7 separate regions of the Mus musculus genome follow, and all the other regions are linked to region 1. The links are chromatin contacts, called in public Hi-C and HiChIP or PLAC-seq maps. All regions are on one chromosome and are shown on one strand. The core of a region is the stretch at or near the end of the contact, and the rest is flanking DNA. Distances in the headings are between cores, read along the strand shown. Region 1 holds the start of 6530402F18Rik (RIKEN cDNA 6530402F18 gene). Region 2 overlaps Rapgef1 (Rap guanine nucleotide exchange factor (GEF) 1). Region 3 overlaps Rapgef1 (Rap guanine nucleotide exchange factor (GEF) 1). Region 4 overlaps Rapgef1 (Rap guanine nucleotide exchange factor (GEF) 1). Region 5 has its middle 27 kb from the start of Rapgef1. Region 6 holds the start of Barhl1 (BarH like homeobox 1). Region 7 has its middle 27 kb from the start of Gm30761.

Evidence for each region. Hi-C and Micro-C count contacts between places; a contact is called where the count stands out from the background. HiChIP or PLAC-seq counts read pairs in DNA pulled down with a chosen protein or histone mark.
Region 2: a contact with region 1 is called in an H3K27ac HiChIP or PLAC-seq map of large pre-B cells, with 2.8 times the contacts expected there. The contact joins the enhancer-like site here to the promoter of 6530402F18Rik in region 1. A contact is called at or near these places in 2 of 39 promoter capture datasets (the 3T3-L1 cell line and embryonic stem cells), 1 of 484 Hi-C or Micro-C datasets (embryonic stem cells), 4 of 115 datasets of contacts at active chromatin or transcription factors (embryonic basal ganglia, embryonic stem cells and large pre-B cells) and 1 of 9 other capture datasets (pancreatic islet).
Region 3: a contact with region 1 is called in an H3K4me3 HiChIP or PLAC-seq map of stem cell-derived neural progenitor cells, with 3 times the contacts expected there. The contact joins the enhancer-like site here to the promoter of 6530402F18Rik in region 1. A contact is called at or near these places in 7 of 39 promoter capture datasets (the 3T3-L1 cell line, the HPC-7 cell line, cranial neural crest and 3 more), 1 of 484 Hi-C or Micro-C datasets (embryonic stem cells), 12 of 115 datasets of contacts at active chromatin or transcription factors (the SCID.adh cell line, bone marrow-derived macrophages, differentiating embryonic stem cells and 8 more) and 1 of 9 other capture datasets (pancreatic islet).
Region 4: an H3K4me3 HiChIP or PLAC-seq map of the SCID.adh cell line shows a contact between it and region 1, with 9 read pairs. The contact joins the enhancer-like site here to the promoter of 6530402F18Rik in region 1. A contact is called at or near these places in 7 of 39 promoter capture datasets (the 3T3-L1 cell line, the HPC-7 cell line, cranial neural crest and 3 more) and 12 of 115 datasets of contacts at active chromatin or transcription factors (the SCID.adh cell line, embryonic forebrain, embryonic midbrain and 5 more).
Region 5: a Hi-C map of the CH12 cell line shows a contact between it and region 1, with 1.7 times the contacts expected there. The contact joins the enhancer-like site here to the promoter of 6530402F18Rik in region 1. A contact is called at or near these places in 16 of 39 promoter capture datasets (the 3T3-L1 cell line, the C10 cell line, the HPC-7 cell line and 9 more), 3 of 15 datasets of contacts at CTCF or cohesin (the NIH/3T3 cell line, embryonic stem cells and large pre-B cells), 26 of 484 Hi-C or Micro-C datasets (B cells, the CH12 cell line, the N1E-115 cell line and 16 more), 30 of 115 datasets of contacts at active chromatin or transcription factors (the 230-238 cell line, DN3 thymocytes, the SCID.adh cell line and 19 more) and 3 of 9 other capture datasets (embryonic stem cells, liver and macrophages).
Region 6: an H3K4me3 HiChIP or PLAC-seq map of embryonic stem cells shows a contact between it and region 1, with 23 read pairs. The contact joins the promoter of Barhl1 here to the promoter of 6530402F18Rik in region 1. A contact is called at or near these places in 5 of 39 promoter capture datasets (embryonic stem cells, maxillary cranial neural crest and stem cell-derived epiblast-like cells), 14 of 484 Hi-C or Micro-C datasets (differentiating embryonic stem cells and embryonic stem cells), 6 of 115 datasets of contacts at active chromatin or transcription factors (all in embryonic stem cells) and 2 of 9 other capture datasets (adipose tissue and embryonic stem cells).
Region 7: a contact with region 1 is called in an H3K4me3 HiChIP or PLAC-seq map of neural tube, with 6 times the contacts expected there. The contact joins the enhancer-like site here to the promoter of 6530402F18Rik in region 1. A contact is called at or near these places in 30 of 39 promoter capture datasets (the 3T3-L1 cell line, 3T3-L1-derived adipocytes, the C10 cell line and 17 more), 2 of 15 datasets of contacts at CTCF or cohesin (the NIH/3T3 cell line and embryonic stem cells), 23 of 484 Hi-C or Micro-C datasets (B cells, the CH12 cell line, the N1E-115 cell line and 12 more), 27 of 115 datasets of contacts at active chromatin or transcription factors (the 230-238 cell line, DN3 thymocytes, the SCID.adh cell line and 15 more) and 4 of 9 other capture datasets (adipose tissue, embryonic stem cells, liver and 1 more).

Annotation. Positions count from the first base shown.
Region 1 is chr2:29,251,633-29,254,422 of GRCm38.p6, reverse strand. 6530402F18Rik (RIKEN cDNA 6530402F18 gene) reads left to right here and starts at 1,430. Exons shown (of 2, transcript NR_029460.1): 1 at 1,430-1,958.
Region 2 is chr2:29,738,177-29,740,966 of GRCm38.p6, reverse strand. It overlaps Rapgef1 (Rap guanine nucleotide exchange factor (GEF) 1), which reads right to left. Exons shown (of 26, transcript NM_001039087.1): 26 at 604-2,790. Among named protein-coding and RNA genes, the nearest start is that of Gm13420, 12 kb to the left of the region's middle. Within about 2 kb of position 1,341, at least 83 of the 459 cell types and tissues checked have an H3K27ac peak or open chromatin away from gene starts, as enhancers often do. A contact at or near this core is called in pancreatic islet, where this site is marked.
Region 3 is chr2:29,668,984-29,671,773 of GRCm38.p6, reverse strand. All of the region lies in intron 1 of Rapgef1 (Rap guanine nucleotide exchange factor (GEF) 1), which reads right to left. Among named protein-coding and RNA genes, the nearest start is that of Rapgef1, 51 kb to the right of the region's middle. Within about 2 kb of position 1,408, at least 156 of the 459 cell types and tissues checked have an H3K27ac peak or open chromatin away from gene starts, as enhancers often do. A contact at or near this core is called in the SCID.adh cell line, bone marrow-derived macrophages, differentiating embryonic stem cells and 5 more, where this site is marked.
Region 4 is chr2:29,639,279-29,642,068 of GRCm38.p6, reverse strand. The region is part of intron 1 of Rapgef1 (Rap guanine nucleotide exchange factor (GEF) 1); the gene reads right to left. Among named protein-coding and RNA genes, the nearest start is that of Rapgef1, 21 kb to the right of the region's middle. Within about 2 kb of position 1,433, at least 52 of the 459 cell types and tissues checked have an H3K27ac peak or open chromatin away from gene starts, as enhancers often do. A contact at or near this core is called in the SCID.adh cell line, where this site is marked.
Region 5 is chr2:29,591,587-29,594,376 of GRCm38.p6, reverse strand. No RefSeq gene overlaps it. Among named protein-coding and RNA genes, the nearest start is that of Rapgef1, 27 kb to the left of the region's middle. Within about 2 kb of position 1,331, at least 11 of the 459 cell types and tissues checked have an H3K27ac peak or open chromatin away from gene starts, as enhancers often do. A contact at or near this core is called in the CH12 cell line, where this site is marked.
Region 6 is chr2:28,915,035-28,917,824 of GRCm38.p6, reverse strand. Barhl1 (BarH like homeobox 1) reads left to right here and starts at 1,404. Exons shown (of 3, transcript NM_019446.4): 1 at 1,404-2,611. The coding sequence starts at 2,146.
Region 7 is chr2:29,572,321-29,575,110 of GRCm38.p6, reverse strand. No RefSeq gene overlaps it. Among named protein-coding and RNA genes, the nearest start is that of Gm30761, 27 kb to the right of the region's middle. Within about 2 kb of position 1,335, at least 46 of the 459 cell types and tissues checked have an H3K27ac peak or open chromatin away from gene starts, as enhancers often do. A contact at or near this core is called in DN3 thymocytes, the N1E-115 cell line, Sertoli cells and 2 more, where this site is marked.

The sequences.
Region 1 (2,790 bases), core at 181-2,680:
AATCTTACTTAGTTGCATGACCTTGGCCAAGCCACTTAAGGTCTCTAAACTCCAAGTTGAGGTTAAGTCACACAGCTTGGGGAAGAACTAGGGACCAGTGCACACAGGCCACTTTGCATGCAGTCTGACATGAAAGGCACTCTATAAATTGTTTGTTATTATTATCATCATCATTATTACCAATGACAATCTTTAATTCTTCATTTCCTGCTTGCTTTGTCACAAAATTCCAAATGTTATAACCAACAGAACAACCCTCTGTTAAGATTTAGGGGGAGATGTTGGGAGTAGGGAAGGGTTAAAGTGGGTGTGAGTGGAGGCAGTGGGGTGGGGGCTGAGGTACAAGCCAACCTAGTGACACCCTCTGTGACCTTGGACCAGTCTCTCTCTCTCTCTCCCTCTCCCTCTCTCTCTCTCTCTCTCCCTCTCTCTCTCTCTCTCTCTCTCTCTCTCTCCCCCCACCCCACCCCCTCTAGGTCCTTTGTTCTTGATGCATCCAAATGACATCTCCGTAAATACTGCAGCAAGAACCCACCCAAAGGGGACCAGGAGCACCCCCAAAAGACCCACAAAGCGCCCCTGGGAATACCAGGAAGCACTCTTACAGCCTGCACACAGCCTGGCAGGAAGCCTCCAGGGGGCTGAAGAGAGCACAGGGCTGTCCTAGGGCAGTCAACTCAGTGGCCTCTGCCCGGCATCTGCTGGAGTCCTCCCACGTGGTCCTCCCAGGCCTGCCCCAGGAAGGCAGAGAGCTCCTTAGCAAAGGCCCTCCTGCCCCCCTACTCTGCGCTCCCTGCAGAGCTGGCTTGGCTTCTCCGTCAAAAGCAGGGCCCATCAGGCTGGAGGCGGCGATGTGTCAGCTGGTATTCATGCTTTGGTTGTGCGCTCAGAGCGCTCCCCCTCCCCAGCTCCCCAAATCCACCCACCCACCCCTTTACCCACTGCTCAGGGCCTTCTGGGTGGCAGCGCTTCACACAGAGAGAAAGAGACAGAAACCGAGGAGCAGCAGCCTAGAGCCCTGGCTGTGGGGGGTGGGGGCTGACTCACTTGGCCCCCTCCCTGGTGCCGATGGGGCAGCCCCCACACCCCTGGGCGCTGGCACCGAGTCAGGCCCCACAGTTGGGAAGAAGGGAGATGCAGCTCCGCTGTGCCTGACCCGAGTCCGCTGAGGATGCACCCCGAGCTCAGGGACCGGTTGGTCCTCGGGCCGACAGGCGATGTGTAGGCAGCGACCCCCCACAGCAGGCTCACTCCGGCGGCCGCCTGCTGGGGCCACCCTGGCCGCGGGCCCGCCGGGACACCCCTGTTCGCCGCGCCCCTCCCCGGGCCGAGCTCGTCCCCGGAGCCTCGCAGTATTTCCTTCCTGCACCTTTAAGAAGACCGTTGCTCCGTGGTGGGATGGTGTGTTAAAGCCACACAGAGGAAGTTACGCAGCCCGGATCAGACCGGGAGATAAAAGCCCCGATGGTGACCGTGAGTGATGGCAAGAGGATTTAGCCTCGGCATTAACTTGGAGCGGAGTGCAGGGGGGCGGTGAGGCGCCCCGCCATCTGGCCGGCGCCGCGCCAGGGGGATGTTCAGGCGCCTGGACCAGCAGCGGCGAAGCCCACCCAGGCCAGGGGCTGAGTGGGGCGCGCGTGCAGGTTCTCCCCTGGCTGCCCAGGGGGCCCCAAAAGTTTGCACTTGTTAACAGCGACCTCCCGATCGGCCCGGGAGGGCCATGCAAGCCGCGCGGTTGGCCCCCTTCCCTGGCCCGCGTCTCCGGGACGGCTGCGGGCGGGCCCCCCGGCGGCCCGAGGGTTCCCCAGCCCAGATCTGAGGGTGGCCACCGCAGCGGCGGCGCGGGGCAGGAGTCTCCAGCTCTCAACCCTGCGGCCCGTGCGCCCACCCAGCACCAGCCAGAGGGTGGCGGTCTCCGGCCTCTCGGGGCTCGCTCCGGGAAGCTGCTCCGAGCCCGGGTAAGGCGAGCGGGGAGCGCCGGGGCGGCGGGCGGGGACGGAAGCGCCGCAGTTTCGCCAGGGTGCTTTCATTTTGAAAAGGCTTCGGCGACGGTGCCAGTTCTCCCCGGACCAGGGAGTCACTCGGAGCCTCCTAGCCGAGGTTCGGACGCAAAGTTATCTGGTGGCGGCTGCTACTAAAGGAGGGCTGGAGCCGCGGAAGAGGGGTGTGTGTGCGCGCCGGGTGCAGCATCTTTAAGAAGTAGAGTAGCTAGTCTTCTCTCTGGGCTCCCCGCCACCCAGCTCGTCTTTTTCTATCCGAGCGCCTGTGTGGGGAGGGGATGGGCTGTTGCAATAACGCTGCTTACTCGTGTCTATGAAAAGTAAATTAACCCTTCTCCGCCGGCGCTCCCCTCCCTAATTTAGTCTCCTCTGGGCTCTAAAGGCGCAAGGAGAACTCTTGGCCAGTCAGGTTAGAAACTTCTTTCGGTGCTGTGGAGGGGGTCGGCAGGCGGAGAAGGGGGCTCCACCACCGTGGAGAGTCGCACTCCAGGGAGAGCAAAGACGGGAAGTGGACCTCCAGATCTCGGGTCCGCCCGTTTCGGAGTAAGTTGCGGGTCTTTGCTGGGGGATGGCGGCGACAGGGTCTCCGCGGAGCAGCGCCGGGAAAAAGAATGCGAATAATTCCCTGGAGCTTTGCTCGGTGTCTTTTAATTAAGGGAGGCGATGTCAAATGAGGGGGCAGCCTGGATGCTAGCCTGGCCTTTATTAAAGGCGTGATTATTAATTGCGCCGGTGGTTTGCACCGAACTTCGGAAAGGCAAAACGCAGCGGCGGTTTGTGCTCTATGTGC
Region 2 (2,790 bases), core at 92-2,591, 490 kb before region 1:
CATTATTTTATTCTTTTTTTTTTTTTTTTTTTTTTTTTGAGACAAGGAAGGTATATGTCCCCAGCAGAAGAGGGCATCAGATTTGTAACTGGAGTTAGAAATTGTAGGTGCTGAGAATTGAACCCAGGTCTTCTGCAAGAGCAGCCAGTGTTCTTAACCGCTGAGCCATCCCTCCAGCCTGACTCCAGCTCTGTAGAGTCAGGTGCTGGCTGTGACCTCCTGGGTGTGGTACTTCATTCCCAGGGTCTGAGGACATCCATGGGTCTGAAAATCACTTGGTCTTCCTCAGCACTTGTATTCGGAAAGACAGAGGAATGAATGACCCTCAGGAGCACAGTGAAGGCAGAGTTTTAAAGCCACTCTCACAGGGTGGGGTGGCATGACTCCTGGGTGTGGATGGTGCTTGTGCATTTATTTCTATCCTTCCTGTGTGAATCTGTGTGTGGCCATCAGCATACCATTTGCAGGAGTCAGCTCTCTCCTGCACATGGGTTCCCAATGCCTACCAGAGCCCTCAGGCCCCACCGTACCCCTCCCCTCCACCTAGGTCACAAACAGCAGGGACTGGCCCGATGCAGATACAGAAGGCCTGGACACAGACATGGCATCAGATGGGCTTTTGTCTGTTTATTTTTCTTTCATATAAAAGTTGCGCGCTTGTTCTGTCTGTAGGAAGATGCACTGTCAGACAGGTTAGTGGGGGGTTTATATTACAGTGCCACACTGGGAGGCATGGAACAGGTGTCTCGGCTTAAGGGCCAGCCAGATCCGGTGTTTGCTTGCCTTACCCACAGGTAATGGCTGGCCTCTGCTGGGAACCCAACTGTCCATGTTGCTTAGTATGTATACAAAGACGAATCTTCACAGCTCTCCCAGACCCCACCACTAAGAAACAGACATGTGGAAGCCAGGCTGCCTGAACACTGGGCTCAGTCGCAGCCAGAGGCAGGTGACTGGGGAAGCCTGCTGGCTAATAAGTTAAACCCACACATCGCACCTCGATATCCCCACACGGAAACTCCAGAGCTGTCCTGGCTCTTGACTTAGTCTGCCTAAGGCTCCCAGGATCATAGGAGGGCCTGGTGATTCTGGGTCTAGAAGGTAAGCCCTCCTTTCTGCCCAGCTCATGCTTGGGAACCAGTAGACATAGACCATAGACCCACTCTGTTGGCTGCAGCACCAGTAGGCTAGGCCTCAGGTAGGCCTGTGCTACACAGGGAGGCTGCAGGGGCCTCTACAGCGCTGGGAGGAAGGACCTCATGTGCAGTGTTCCCCACTTGCACACAGCAGCACTTAGAGCTGGTGAAGGACAGGAAGCAGGGGCAAAGACTGAAATGAAAGGACCTGTAAAAGAGGAACAAACCAAAGACCCACATGACTGCTCACAAGCCGGACTCCACACACACACTCCTTAAACAATCCAATTCCGGCTGCCACCAGAGGGAGCTGACCAAGGGGCTGTTTACAGATGTCCCCTCTCTATTTACAGCACAAATAAACAGAAGAGGGGCCCACAGTTCTTATTTGATAAAAGCTGCTAAAAAAACAAACCCCGAAACCCAGGAGGGTTCAGAGTGACAGTTGTTTCAAACGAGTACCCGGCCAGCAGCTGCTGCTGTCTTTTCTTCTGCTCTGCGGACTGGTTGAGGAAGCAGAGATCCTGGTATTCGTTTGACCAAGCCCCACGACCAGAAGAAAAGGGAGCTTGTCCATGCAAAGCTAATTGGAGGTATGGTGCAGGGCCAGCAGCACCTCTGGATTCTGAACTGCACCCTGCCATTTAGCCCACAGTGGTGGCCACAGGGCCATGCCCAGGGAGATCCTAGCCCTGAGCCCTGAACAGATTGTCAACCTCAGCAGCAGGGGGTGGCTCTGCCACCTGTCTGGAATCAGGAAACCTCTGGAGGCCCTCACGTCCTAGGCCTGCTTAGACTTCTTGGGAACAGACACTCCCAGAGAGCAAACGGGGACTAGGAACCTGCTGGCTGCGGGGGGTGGGGCAAAATAGGAGGGAAGCCCACAGGCCTGGAAGGAACAGGAGATGGCATTTAAGGCACACAGCAAGCACGGAGGGGCTGCTTGCCTCTCCCTAGGTCACTGAAGATCCTTATTCACTCTCTGAAGCACAGTCTTGGCCCCAGCTCAGCATGAACTGTCCCTTCTGCCTCCTCTTCCCGATCCCCAGAGTACCGGTGATGTGGGCTGGGGCTGGGGCTGGGGCTGGGGCTGGACCAGTGGTGGGCGACAGGTGCTACTGGTGCTGCTGCTGTCAGCCCAGCAGGTGCCTTGGTTAGTGGCCGTGCATGGCAGGACAGAGCTGGGGCCACTGCTGTGAGAAGTGTCAGCTCTGTGGCTCTTGCCTACCACCCACCATACTTTCTGGGCCAGGTTGACATGCCTCTCCCTCCATGTTTAAAAAGCAGGAAGTGGGCAGCACAAGATGCCTGCGTGGTCCCTTTCTACCTTCTTCTGTCTCCCAGCCATAGCTCCCCTGGCTCCAGGGTCCCGGAGGGCAGTCTACCCAAGGGTCCTGGGGCCCCTACTTATCTGCCACTTAAGGAGGCTAGGGTGGCCTGGGGACAGTGAAGCCCGCCATTCCCCTGGTCTGCTGCTCAGGTGTCTGCTGCTCTCCAGCTGCAGGGGAGAGGAGGGAACAGGAGGGAGCACTGACAGAAAACAGAAAACAAAACCAGACCAGGGGCCACCAGTACACAAGCCAGCCCTGAGGCCTGCCAGCCAGCTCATTGTGAACCCTGGGACTTTAGCCATAGGGAAGGAGGCAGGAGACCG
Region 3 (2,790 bases), core at 159-2,658, 420 kb before region 1:
AAAACACACAGCCTACTCACAGGATCAACTTCAGCAGACACTCAAACTGACTGACCCCCACAAAGCTGGCCAATTTCTTCCAAAGTGCCCTGCCCACTGCCAGGATTTCATTCTTAGATCTTCAGCTTGCCCCTCCGTGGGCTTAGCAATGATGTTTGTCTGCTCCTGACAAATGTGCGATCAACTGGCCTTTCAAATGTCATTTGCTGCGGCAGCTGGGATCCCAACTTAGCAGCAGTTTCTGTCAGGGCTTAATTCTGTACGGAGATGGAAGCCTCTAAGCAGCATGCACACCAGGGATCACAAAGTCAAGGTCACTGTGGATAGGACTCATGTAGCAGCTCCACAGTGCCTGCAGTCAACCTAGAGAGCTGACCTTTGGTTCTTGCTACCTGTCTTCCATCAGGCTCAGCATCCCCAGCAGGACTTAGAGATGATTTACTTCATCCAACACCATTACCCCTGCCAGGGGACTAAGGACAACTAGGGGGAGAAGTGTCCAGAGGATACTGGGAAGAACTTTCTTGAAGGACTTCATTTTCAAGTGTGCAAGGATCTTGCACTGTACTGTAGGGGATGAAGCTGAATGGGCAGAGGGCATCATGGACACTTCAGGACACACTGTGTGGAGTTGGGTGTGGTTTAACCCAAGCTTGACCACTAGTGTGGATACCTCTCTGAGCCTCTTTCACTTCTTTCTCCTACCTCTTTGAGCCTAAAGAAAAGGACTAACTACAGAACCACCTGACCTAGAGCAAGTATTTACTAATCTGCAGCCATCATTGTCATCTGGTAACATCGCTAGATCTCTGCCAACACTCAATAATCAAAGGCTAGGAACAGCCCCAGCTGAGAGAACTGAAAGCAATACTTTCACTTTCCACATTAAAAGACCCCTGTCTTACTCAGCACAGAGACATCTGTGTGAGGACAGAGGGAAGGCGGTGTTGGCAAACATCCCATAACCACACCCGGGGATGCAGAGCATGGAAACACTCATTATTCAAATCCAAGCACTGAAAGGAAGATGAAACAGTCGGAACCCCTCCTGGCTTCTTATCGCCAAGTAGGAATTACTGCACTCGTGTGGGTTTTGTCTGTTTGTTTTGTTTTTTGAGGCAGGCTTTCTCTGTGCAGTCCTGGCTGTCCTGTTTTTAACTTATGTGAGCCTGTATGCCATGTGTGTGTTGCTGTACACAGAAGGCAGCACTGGATGACCTACCTGCAGCTGGTGGTACAGTTGACTGAGCTGTGCAATGTGGGTGCTGGGAGGGAACCAACTCCACGCTGTGAAAGAGCAGCAAGTGCTCTGAACTGACAAGCCAGTTCTCCAAGTGCTCCTCTTGAATGACTTGCTTTTATTTGTGTGTGGGGTGAGGTGGGGGTGCTGTGTGTGTGCGCAGGTGCCTTTAGAAACCAGAAGAGGGCGTCAGATGCCCTAGATATTAGAGGTGGTGTAAGTCAACTGACTGACTGCTCTGGAAGCTCAGCAAATGTCCTTAACCAACTCTCCAGCTTAGTGTGTATGTCTTTAGTCTTTTCCCTGTTTCTTTTCTTCTTCTTCTTTTTGAGACAGGGCTTTTCTGTGTAGCCCTGGCTGTCATAGAACTCAATCTATGGAGGACCAGGCTGGCTTCAAACTCCCAGAGATCCCTTGCTTTTGCTCCCATGTGCTGGGATTAAAAGCATGCAACCCTACACCCAGCCAATCCTTGCTTTGTTTTGTTTTGTTTTGTTTTCTTAAACATAGCAATGCATTATGGACAGTTTCCTATGAGCACAATTGTTTGACAGTTGAATAATATTCTGCTGGAAGGCAGTGAGTATCCTGGCTGGACTCCCATATGAACACACAGCTCATTCCTACATCTCTGTGTGCTTGCATAATGAAGCTCTGAGAAATAGAATTGCTAGTTTATAGAGAAGAATGGGGAATCTGGAAAACTGCCTTCATGCCAGGCAGGCTGCAGCCAAAAGCTGCCCCAGCAAGGCTCTGAGTGGCCATGAGACATGAAGGGAAGAGGCTGGACCTGCAGTTCACCCTCCCACCCAGTCACCTAAGCTCCTCTATTTCCATCTCAATTACATAACAACAAGGGTTAAACTTACACTGAGATTTAGATGAGGTAGAGATCTCCTAAGATGTGGTATCTGAATGACCAATGGGCAGATGGTACAGTGCTCAACTGCATTTGTAATCAGGAAACAACAGCCATAAAGACACATCACTACATCCATGCCTATGTGGATGGTGCCTAGGTATGATGGCACATGTCTGTAATTCCCCAACAAGGAAGACTGAGGCAAAAGGACTACAAGTTTGAGACCAACTTGGGTTATAGTACAAGATCTTGTTGCAAATCAAAACAAGACAAATGAAAAGGAAGGGAAGGAGGGAGGGAGCTGGGTATATGGGAGCTATGCCTCAGTTCACCACAAAACATCCAGAGTGTGAAGAGTAGTCTTTCAGGGTGCCTGAGGCAGCAGAGGGGTAAATACAAGCACACCCAGAAAACGGAATCCCACCGCACATGTGAAGGAACCACCTATTCCTACCTACCCAGCACAGATGACTCACACAAAGAGGCTACATACAAAGAAAACCACAAACCAAATGAGCATCCACACAACTACATCATCAGGCAAGGAGCAGCTATTATTGGGGAATCAAGAGAGTGGTTATGCTTAAGGCAAGGTTGCTATCTGGCAGCAACACGGGAGGGCTCACACTTCTGGGGACACAGTTCTCAGTCTACATGTTCCTTACACGTCTGTCTTCAGTGTGGTTTT
Region 4 (2,790 bases), core at 184-2,683, 390 kb before region 1:
CCAGGCTATGTGAAGTTTAATAGTGTATGTTCAAAACTCTCCCATCTAAGAGGCTCTGGTTTAACACCTACACTTTAACATCTTTTACTTAGAGAAAGTCTTTTTTATTACCATTTGGCAAGTAGCTTATGCAGCTGCCCAGCAAGAAGGATCTGTCAATAAAGTGGGCTTGGCAACCCTGATGCACAGATGCAGACAAATCGGTGGAGGAATAAGCCAGTGAGGAGTCCTGCCTGCTCCCACATTAGAACAGTTAGCCACACAGAAGCTACCCTGAGCCCTCCTCTGTCCTGGTAGTAACGCATCACTACTGCTCCTCCTGGTCTAGAAAGTCACTGATGCAGACACCTGATGTGAAAGGTCCACAGGATACCTGGACCCACAGAACATGTCAGTTATAGTACTGGGCTCAAGATCTGGTGAGGTGCTTGACACAAAGCCTGACCACCTGCGTCTGACCCCAGAAACCCATGGTGGAAGGAGAGAACTCCTCAAAGTTGCCCTCTGGTTGCCACACATGCCCCATGGTGTGCTCTCTTCCGTCACAGCATATGCAGGCCCATGATCCCACACAGATACTCAATGACAACGACGATGACAACTGCAACAACAGCAAAATGTATACAGAGCTGGCCTTAGGTTCTGACTTGCTGTTTCTGAGCTGTCACTTTGGTGGCAGAATTTTCATGAGCAAATGAACCCAAGTTCCAAATAACACACCCACTGATGGCACAGCAAACAGACTTTCTCGAGAGCATGTTATTTGAGGACTTGGTGGCTTCTTCAAGCCCTGGTTTCAAGTGACTCAAGCCTGTGCTCTCTCTCCAGTGGGGCAGGGAGACAAGCTGAAGAGTCTGTGTTTAAGGGTCCCTCCTGAATTGCTGAGTCTGAGAGAGTGTACCCAGGAACATCACAAAAGGTAAATATGCTTGTCAGTCAAGACTGGCTGCCACTTCCCATGCAGGAAGCTCACAGGAGATGCTCACAGGACGAATCAAAATCCAAATGACACCTGGACATGATGGCGCCAGCCTATGATTTCAGCACTTGACAGACTAAAGGAGGGTGATCCCGTAAGTCCCAGGCCAGCTATGGCTGGAACAAGAGAAACCCTGTCTCGAATACCAAAGCAAACTAAAGTCAGTGCAGCAGAGTGGAAGGCTCTATTCACAGCCAGCAAGGCCATACTTCCTCATGCCCCACGAACACCAGAAGGCCCTGGGAGTTCATGCTGAGCCCAACCAGACTTCTTGGCCTTGGGTCACCAGTTACTTCTTGAATGATGGTGGTGCTACAAACCGCAAACTACACTAAAGAGCAGAGGCCAGGCAGACTCCAATCAGCTTCTTTCACACTGCATGAAGGCAGGGCAGGGATGGCAGCTACACAGCTCCTGAGAAGGCCTTATCCATATCCTGATCAATCTTCACCTTTGCCTCGTAAAAAGGCTCATTTCCTCTTCACCACAGAGGAAGGACAGCGGCAGAAACTGGCTGTGAGGGCAGCTGGCCTGGCCTAAAGGTCTGAGTGTGTTTCTGGCTAGTGAACTGTGAGAAAGGGAACCTTTCTAAACCTTATCTTCTCAAGTGCATATATAATCAAGCCAGCCAGCCACCCTAGGAAAGGCTGCTGTAAAGGCTAAGTAAGAAGTTACAAAGTGGGCTGGTGAGATGGCTCAGTGGGTAAGAGCACCCGACTGCTCTTCCGAAGGTCCAGAGTTCAAATCCCAGCAACCACATGGTGGCTCACAACCATCTGTAACAAGATCTGACTCCCTCTTCTGGTGTGTCTGAAGACAGCTACAATGTACTTACATATAATAATAAATAAATCTTTAAAAAAAAAAAAAAAGAAGTTACAAAGTGTTGGTGCACAGTAGGCTCTCAATAAAGAACAGCTACTGTTGTAGGTATCACTGGGATTATCTACAAACTACAAGCCTTGGCTACAACTGGAAGAAAATGATTTACCTTCTCAAGGGCCAGCCCTTGGAGCACGGATCTACTGCTGCACTGCTAAATAAATCACTTCCATCACACAACTAAACTAATACTTCACTTGCAAATATCTGCACATTGGAATGATGGTTTGATTGGGGAGGCAACATAAATCAGAAATATAACATTGTGGCCTACAGTTTAAAATGTTTTAGGGAGATTCCCTCCCCTCTGCTGCCCTCAGACACTGCTGGATGCAGAATAAATCTAAGTCTGGGTTGTGCAGGGCACTGCTCACTGCAAGGATGCTAAGATGGAAATGGCTCAAGAAGGAAAGGTTGGTCCTGAGGAGATACCAGTGTGGGTACCCTCAAAGGGCCAAAGAAACAACTCAGGGCTCTTGGGTGTTGCCCAGGAGCTGACACCCAGCTCTGTGCGTGTACATCTGGGGGGGAGGAAAGTCTGATGTTGGTCATTTCCCTCCTGGAGAGAGCTACAACAATACAAGGAAGCATGGAGCCTGGTGGGAATGTTCCATGGGGGTGGGGTGGGGTGGTGGGGGGAGGCTGGTCCTGCATATGCTCAAGGACATGAGACAGAGCTCATGAGCCAAAACTCTGGGTCATCTGCTGACACCCTAGCACAGCTGGAGAGCATCTCAGGGCACAAAGGCACTACAGTGGAGTGTGTCCCAGGAACACCAAGATTCTCTTCTGAGACACTGCATGCACACTGGCCACCTTCAGAATGAGGCTTAAGCACCAGATGACATGCACAACAGTCACTCTGTTCCCATGCTGAGGCATGCTGGGGAAGCATATCAACTGATCCAACTGGAAGGAAGAAGGATAAG
Region 5 (2,790 bases), core at 82-2,581, 340 kb before region 1:
AGTGACTAGATCGCCTACCCCAGCATATCAATAAAAGCTTGCTCATAGGGCAGCCTGGTGACCTCTTTGGTCAGCCCTGGCTCCTTTGCTCTCTGGATGAAGTCTCAATACAGCCTTGTCTGTCTTGTTTTCAATGTTTGGCTCCATCTCATAACCATCATTCCCGTGAGGGAAGACACACTGAAGTCATCTGAGTGAACTCAGCCTGCTTCCCCTCCTCTGCTTCCCAGGTAGAATGGGAGGAAAGCTGGTCTGTCTGTCTGTCTGTCTGTCTGTCTGTCTCTGTGTGTCTGTCTGTCTGTCTGACTGTCTGACTGTCTGACTGTCTCTCTCTCTCTGTGTCTGTCTGTCTGACTGTCTGTCTGTCTGTCTCTCTCTCTGTGTGTCTGTCTGTCTGTCTCTCTCTGTGTCTGTCTGTCTGACTGTCTGTCTGTCTGTCTCTCTCTCTGTCTCCCCTCTCCTATTCCTCCCTCCCTCCTCCCTCCCTTCTCTTTTTAGTGATGAGGATGGAACCCAGGGCCTTGTGGATGCTAGGCAAGCTCTGCCGTTGTGCCTCACGTGCAGGGCAACAAAGCCATTTCCCCACACTGATCTTGATGAACTGCCCTCATCCCAGCCTATATAACACAGCCTACATTTAAATCATCAACGACTGGGTCATTCCCTACCTGGACAGACAGGCTAGGAGAAGGGTCCACATTTATCATGGGAGGGCAGGGGTTAGGTAAGCCCATGGCAAGGGCTGGGCATCTGAGATGTGAACCCCACTTCTGGCTCTGGTGACTCTCACAACTCATTGTGAGGAAGACTGGACAATAGGGCAGTCATCATCCCCAAGGGTGAGTGCTCTGTCCAAGGTGCTCAATGGGGCTGGTCTCCTCAGCTCGGTCATGGCCACAGGCCTGTGTGTTGGGAGCCCAGGGGAAGTGACTTCTAGGCTCAGGATGAGGAGTCTTGGAGTCCTCTGGCCTCAGTCTCAGCCCTAGGAGTTCTTGCTGTGGTCAGAGTTGACTGGACAAGATGGCCACATGTCCTGCCTATCCGATTCTCTCATCCTGGTACTCGATGGCAGCAGAAGGAAGCCGTGATATTCCTGCTTGGGATTGGTGGGCAGCTGCTCAAGTTTGGGAGCCTCAGGCCAGCTGAGTGGTATGGAGGACAAAGTGCCAAGGGAACAGCCAGGGATAGCTGAGAGCGAGTGTCTACGCCCCATCTGCAAAACTCAGGAGCAATCACAACTTTGCTGAGGCAGCATTCCAGCGGCCGAGCTCAGAATGCTGGGGCCATTTGTGAAATCTCAGGAGATTTCCCGAGGGATAGAGCTGTCTACCCTGGAAGCTCCTTGCCTGGGGCCCAGCCTGTGCTGTCACTCCCAACACAGCTGCTTCTCCTGGGGAGAGAACACTGACAGAATGGTAGCCAGGACATGTTGGGCAGTTAACCAGGCCTGTCCCGGGGCACTCTCTAGCCGTGTGTGGGTGTAGTCATCTTTTAGGAGGCCAACGATCCCCAGTGGCAGAGCTGGATCACCCCAACCACGGGTGCAAGGAGTCAGGCCTACGTATTGTGTCATGTGGTGGCATGCTTGTGACTGTTCCGTATCTGAATCTTGCAGCTGGATCTTTCTCCGTCTTGTTTCTCTTCCCCTTTCATGACCCTCCCCTGATGCCTTGCCAGAGCCAACACCTTTCAAAGCAGGATCAATATAGGGAGAAGGAAACTTTTCAAAAATAACAGGGTTCTTTAATTAAACTCTGCATAAGCTCTTAAATCCAGGAGCTTTCCTGGAGAATAAAAAGCAGAGCTCCATCCGACCCTGACTTTGAGGTGGGATGACCTCTGACCTGAGGGGGAGGGAGATAGTGACCTCTGTTCTTTAGGTCACTCCACTACTGCCTAATTCTCTCCTGTGTGTGGCTCCAGCACTGCACAGGGGGTACTGCTTGGGAGAAAGAGCTCTGCCCAGTTCTGCTGTTCATTCCTCACAGGGTCAACCTGGCCCGAGCCTTCAGAAGGCTACAGTCCAGTTCCTCGAGTGCCACAGTCCCTCTAGTGCTAGAAGGAGAGATGGGAAGGTGACAACCTGTGTCAATCACAAAGTATGAGGGGAGCAATGAGGGGAGCACCAGAGTTAGCTGCTTCCTGGACTCTCAGTGGGAGGGACTTCTCAAGGTCACGAGTGAGTTGGTGGCAGGCTTGAAACCAGTAGATGCACATATGATTTGAATAACTTACTCTCATAATGGCTCTGCGAAGTGGGTACCCTCTCTGTGGAGATGGGGAGGTAGAGGCCCTCAGAGGTAGCTTACCTACTTGCCCAAGGTCACTGGCTAGCACGATCGAGAGGGAACTTGCCGTGCATGCCAGACTGTCAGGATCCCCCCAGCGCTCGGTCTCTCTCAAGAGGATGGGCATCTGGCTCGAGAGCATTTGGGAAGGGATGGTGCCAGACTTAGAAGTCCTAAGGCAGCCTCAGCTCCCTCCCTGCCATGGACAAGGACAGAAAGCCTGCAGTCCCCCATGGAGTGACAGGATGGCACACCCCTGTGAGGTGCCTGCAGCCTTGGGCCTCAGCCATGGGGTCAGTGCCAGCCCTACCACAGGCATCGTTTGAAAGCATCAGCAGGGCCCTGGCTCCCTACAGCACATCCACAGGCACGCATACCACTATTCTTGTGGGATAGCAACTTGGTGCCAGACCTGCTCTTGGTGATGACCCTGTCCCTAAAATGCCCACAGTTCAGTCCAGGAAAAGGGCTTGAGACACACAGGAGCCTCTTCCGAGTGCAA
Region 6 (2,790 bases), core at 155-2,654, 340 kb after region 1:
AGCCGGACGCGGGCCACGGATAGTTTCCCAGGGGCCAAGAACGAGGGTTAGGGGCGAGCCGAAGAGGAAAGTCTGGACTCCCCGCGAGCCGCGGGGCCCCTGCTGCCCAGATGCGCAACTCCGCTCTCTCGCAGACCAGGGCACCGTCCACCCTGGAGCTGAGCCCAGAGAATCCAGGCCCCTGACCCGTTGCAGCTACTTGGAGACCGGGGCCCCTGCACTAGCAGTGGCTGATCCCACAAAGGAGCGGAACTAGAGCGCGGTCCGGAGGGCGAAGAGGGAAAGTCCCAATCTTCATTTTTAGCACTGCCTTGAAAGAAGAGTCCAGGCTATCCACGGTCGGCCTTAGACATCCTCGTGCTAGCTCAGAACTTGCATTGTCCTGTCTAAAGGTACATCACACACACACACACACACACACACACACACACACACACACACACTTATCCAAAAAACACTAGCTTCTCAGGACATACGCCCTAGAGAGGCCACTGACTGGGGATGAAGAGGTCACTGCCTTGTTTCTTGTGCCGCCTCGCTCAGGCCACAGTCAAATCCGTGGGTCCCCTTAACGCTCCAGACTTGATCTTTCCCACGGTTCAGCTCTCGCCTCCGAATTAGGCCTCACTCTGGTCTCTTTTCCAAAAGACATCAGTCCTAACCTTCTGCAGGCCCAGTAGGCCCAGAGGCAAGGAGAGAATTGTGGTGTTCTACATGGCGTGTGTGTGTGTGTGTGTGTGTGTGTGTGTGTGTGTGAGAGAGAGAGAGAGAGAGAGAGAGAGAGAGAGAGAGAGAGAGTGAAGAGACCTAGAACCCAAGCAAAACACCCTGAAAATAAAATTTTAAATGCTTCTTGTACTAGGAAAAGGATTCCCTACACATCCACGTCTTTTCTCCACTGGGTTATGCTGCCATTTTGTGGGATGAGGAAGGGAAATTAGGAGGAAGAAAGGGGATGTAGATAGGATCCCGGTTCGGTCAAGTAGTTGGAATAATTGTGGACAAGCTCAGGAGAAGGCTTTCAAGGCCCAACATCCAAACTCCAGGCCACGCAGCCCAGCTGGCCCTCCTCCCACCGGTCGGTCCCTGCCCCCCTTGGCTAATCATCTTCATTAGAGGCGTCATCGCTGACCTAATGAAAGCAAACTGTGTGGAAATCGCCGGTAAATAGTTAGGTCTGTGCTGTAATTAATTCAGTGTCTCTTTTAATCAAACTGGAAAAGAATCGGGCCGCGGGTTGTAGAGACGTGACATCACCCCCAAAATCGGCCCGAACCAATCAGCGTCATCACTCCGGGGACACGTGGGTGAGTCCCCTTTAAAAAAAAAACACAACACAACGAAAAAAAAAAAGGAGAGAGAGAGAGAGAGAGAGAGAGAGAGAGAGAGAGAGAGAGAGAGAGAGAAACAACAACAACAACAAAAAAGCCAGTCCTAAAGTAAAAGTGACCCAAGTTCGATTTTTTTTTTTTTAAAGGAAGTGGGGGTGGCGGCGAAGGCGCGCGCGGAGGACAGGTGAGAGCTGCGGTGGGAGCCGCAGGGCGCTGTCCACGGTGCTGGCGGGGCCGAGCAGGAGCTCCGGGGCCAGGTGGGGCTGCTCGATCCCGGGGCCGCTGTCGCTGTCCGCGGTGCTGAGGCCTCCAGGTGCGCTCTGTTCTGCCTGCCCGTAACGCGGCCCCGGCCGGTTGCTATCGGCCGTGCTGACCCCTGCCCTGGGCTACCGTTTGCCTGGAGGAAGCGTGCGGTTTGGATTTTGTTTTTTCAAAAGACGATCTTTATTCAGATTCCATCAACCTCGTGTTTCTTCTGTGCCTAAGGGATCCTCGGGCCGTTCTTCTACCCTTTGGCTCTCCCCAACTTGGCGCGCCCTCCTCCCATTCCTCCTGACACTCCCACCACCACCCCCCCTCGGCTCGGCGGCTCGGCGCGGTGCTGCAGAAGACGCGTTGAGCCCTTTTGGATGTAATGCGCAGAGGAGGTTGGCCCAGAGCTCCCGGGCTCCCCCAAGGCTGAACTCCGTCCAAGGTGCCCACAGGCTCCCTGCCCGCCTTCCCCATGCCAGCCCGCAGCTAGGGGCAGGGGCAGCGGCGGCTGGGGTTGGGGGTGGGTGGGGAGCTTTTGGGGAGGACAGGTTGCAGCTTGGCTATGGAAGGCTCTAATGGCTTTGGGATTGACTCCATTCTCTCCCACCGAGCGGGCAGCCCCGCCCTTCCCAAGGGGGACCCCTTGCTTGGGGACTGCCGTTCACCCCTGGAGCTGAGTCCACGCTCAGAGAGCAGTAGCGACTGCTCTTCACCAGCCTCGCCCGGAAGAGACTGTCTGGAGACCAGTACCTCGCGGCCTGGTGCAGCATCTGGCCCAGGTTTGGACTCTCACCTGCAACCGGGGCAGCTTTCAGCCCCAGCCCAGTCGCGAACTGTCACCTCCTCCTTTCTGATCAGGGACATCCTTGCTGACTGCAAACCTCTCGCGGCCTGTGCACCCTACTCTAGCAGTGGGCAGCCTGCAGCCCCTGAGCCTGGGGGCCGCCTTGCGGCCAAGGCCGGGGAGGACTTTCGAGACAAGCTGGACAAAAGTGTCAGCAGCGCTTCATCAGACTCTGAGTACAAAGGTAAGAAACTAAGGGGAAAAGCGGGGTGGGTGGGTTCTAAAAAGTGACATGTAAAACTTGAGAGCACACACTTGGAGACAGGAACATAGTCATCTCCAGGATCTCTCAGGCCGGGGCCGAGAGTTGGTTTTCCTCTAGACCTCTCTACCAGCTCCAAAGGTTGAGGTCCTGGAGCAACA
Region 7 (2,790 bases), core at 86-2,585, 320 kb before region 1:
TTAACTGCTAGGCTGTCTTTCCAGCCCTCTCAAAATAGCAATTTATTTTCTTAGTTCTGAAGGTAGAAATCCAAAATCAAATCAAGATGTTGACAGGGCAAATCAGAGAGCTTTCTATGCCCCTTTGTTGGGCTCAGGCTTCTGTAAGCCGCTGGCTACTGACTCTATCACTCTGCTGCCCTCCCTGTTTCTGTGTGGCTATTCCTCTGGTAGGGGTGTGTGTGTACAAAATATACAATATTGGTCATGAATGAGAAAGGTTGGGAGACACAGGAGGAACCCAAAAAGTAGTTTAAAAGTTCAGATTCTCTGAGCTTAATTCCAAATGTCTTTGCTATCCAGTCCTAACCTGTCTTTACTGCACCAATGCCAGCACCCAGGACTCAAGAGGTTCTCCATAGATACTGATGGGCCAGAGGGATGAATGTATGGATGGGTGGGTGGATGAATGAATGAATGAATGAATGCAGCAGCCTTTTTTGTCTGCAGCCATAGAAGCTGATGTGTTGTTAGACCCTGCATTTCCCACTCGGCTCTGCTCGTACCAGCCTCCATATGCGGTTAGGTCATTGATATTCACAGAATTCTTTCCAGCATTGATTACTGAGACAGAGCACCCCTCCCCCAAACCTCGTCAACTTTCCTGCCCCTCCCCACCAAGGGAGCCTCTGTCCAGCCTCCTGATTAATTCCCTTCCATGAATGTTCTGATGAAACTGTGTGCTCACGCCCGCCGAGCAGCCTCCGTATCCTGGATCATTTCAAAGCTATTTTGCTCTTTGTGGCTTGTATTCATTAGCTGTGGCAGAGGTCATGAGGTCCGGGCCGGCTCGGTGGGGCCACCTCTGAGCAGGCAGTTTCCCTGGAAGGGAAGTTCTTCCTAGCCTGCTGAGGGTGGAGAAGGTCATGCTGGCCAGACCTGGTGGCTTGAAATCTGTGAGAGGGAGCAGGCGCCTGGCAGGAGAAAGGGTTGCTCTCAAAGGAGCGAATATTAGACTGAGCCACATGAGATTTCTGATATGCAGCCTTTTGTGCACCCATGAAAGCAGCAGGCTGGTGGAATAGAGTCATCTGAAGTACAGAGAGGGTGGGAGGGAAGGAGTGGGGCTCTAGTAGGCAGGTAGCTACAGGAGTGGTCCCTGTCTTGTGGACGGTGGTTTAGGGGTGCTCTTACAGGAATGGGGGGGAAATTGCCAGCATTTGAAGCATTGGAGCCCAGAGACCTGAGCTCTGGAACTTGTCTGTGGCTTGGGACTGCAACTGGGTGTGCCCTCCACCCCCACAGCATAGATTGGCCATTTTTAGTTCAATGTGAGGCCATGGCGCTGTCCGTGGTGCTGAACCCCTATTGGCTGGGCTCAGATGTGGGGCTTATGCTTGAGTGCCACGGAAGACTGTCTACCATCTTTCAGGGAGTCTGGAGCCCAGAGAAGGACGTGGCAGAGGACAGGGGTCAGTGTGAAAGTAACCTCTCACTCCACAAAGAAACAACTGCTAGCTGTCTCTGGAGAGGGAGCAGTTTAGTATACTGCCATTACTAAACTATTATCACTCTGGGGACACATGCTCTTTCTCTCTATGTCCCTAATGCCATCCTAAAAGCAAAGGTGAAATCAGTCATGGGTCTTCACCCTCTGACTGTACCTACCGTCGTTCCTCTTGCCTGTAAGCTCTCTGCAGGCTGCTTTGTTCTTGTTGCTGTACTCCGCTGCCCTGCCTCATCATCTGACCCCAGCAGTCCCTGCCTGGCCACACCTTTCCAGGAAGCCTCTCTTGACTACTTCATTCAGCCCAGCCTGGCCTCTCATTCCTCTGACCCCATTCTGACCTCAGAGCTAAGTTTAGCAAGCAACACTTTCCAAGGCATTCTTTCTCAGCTCTTTCTTTCTCCCTCCCTCCCAGCTGCATGCTCTCAGGGGACCTGGCTCTTGCTTTCTCTGTCCTTGCAGCAGAGCCAAGGCTGCTGTGTGCGTGGATATCAGCAGCAGCACCATCAGCCACCATGAGTGAGGGCTACTGCTGTGTAGGCAGTTTCTGTGCTATTTCTCACTGGAGACTCACAGGGAATCTGCAAAGCTGGTCCTATTGTGTCACCGTCATAATAGGAGGCCCAGAGGGATCCAGTAACCTGCCTAAGCCATAGAGGCATGAGAACCAGGGTTCAACCGAAGGTCTGTCTGGCCCCAGAGGCCAGCTCTTAATCACCAGCTAGTCTCTCTGAGGCATGGCAATGACCCACAACTGAAACCCATTCTGCCACTGACTTGGGGTGAAATTGTGTCACCGAGGGACCAGCATTAGAGAGTGGGGGGAATCATGAGTTTTTACCGGGAGGGAGCTGAGAGGGCTGTATTATTTTCCTTTCCTGAACAACATTCTCATACCTTAGGAATGGCATTAATGTCCAAAACACTTATTGAGCGCCACTGCATGCCCTGCATTATGAATTATGATAAGGACTGGGTCAGATAGCCACAAATACAACACACACTGACCCATTAGTCTATGATAGAAAGTTTAAGAGAGAGAATTAGAAAATAATAACACAGCTCAGATCCAGACCAGGGACCCCACCAATAGATGGCACTATCTTCTATGCTTTCTTTTGAAAAGACCCTGGTGTATTCTAAAAGTGGTACAGACTCCCCAGAGACAAAGGGACATTCAGAGTCGTGGGTCTGGACTTTTCAGGAGATGGTGAGTCTTAGACACCACTTATCAAGGGACTGCTTGGCTCTGTGAGGGTGTCAGCTGACATCATTTACCCAAAGACTGAGCTAGGCCATGCATG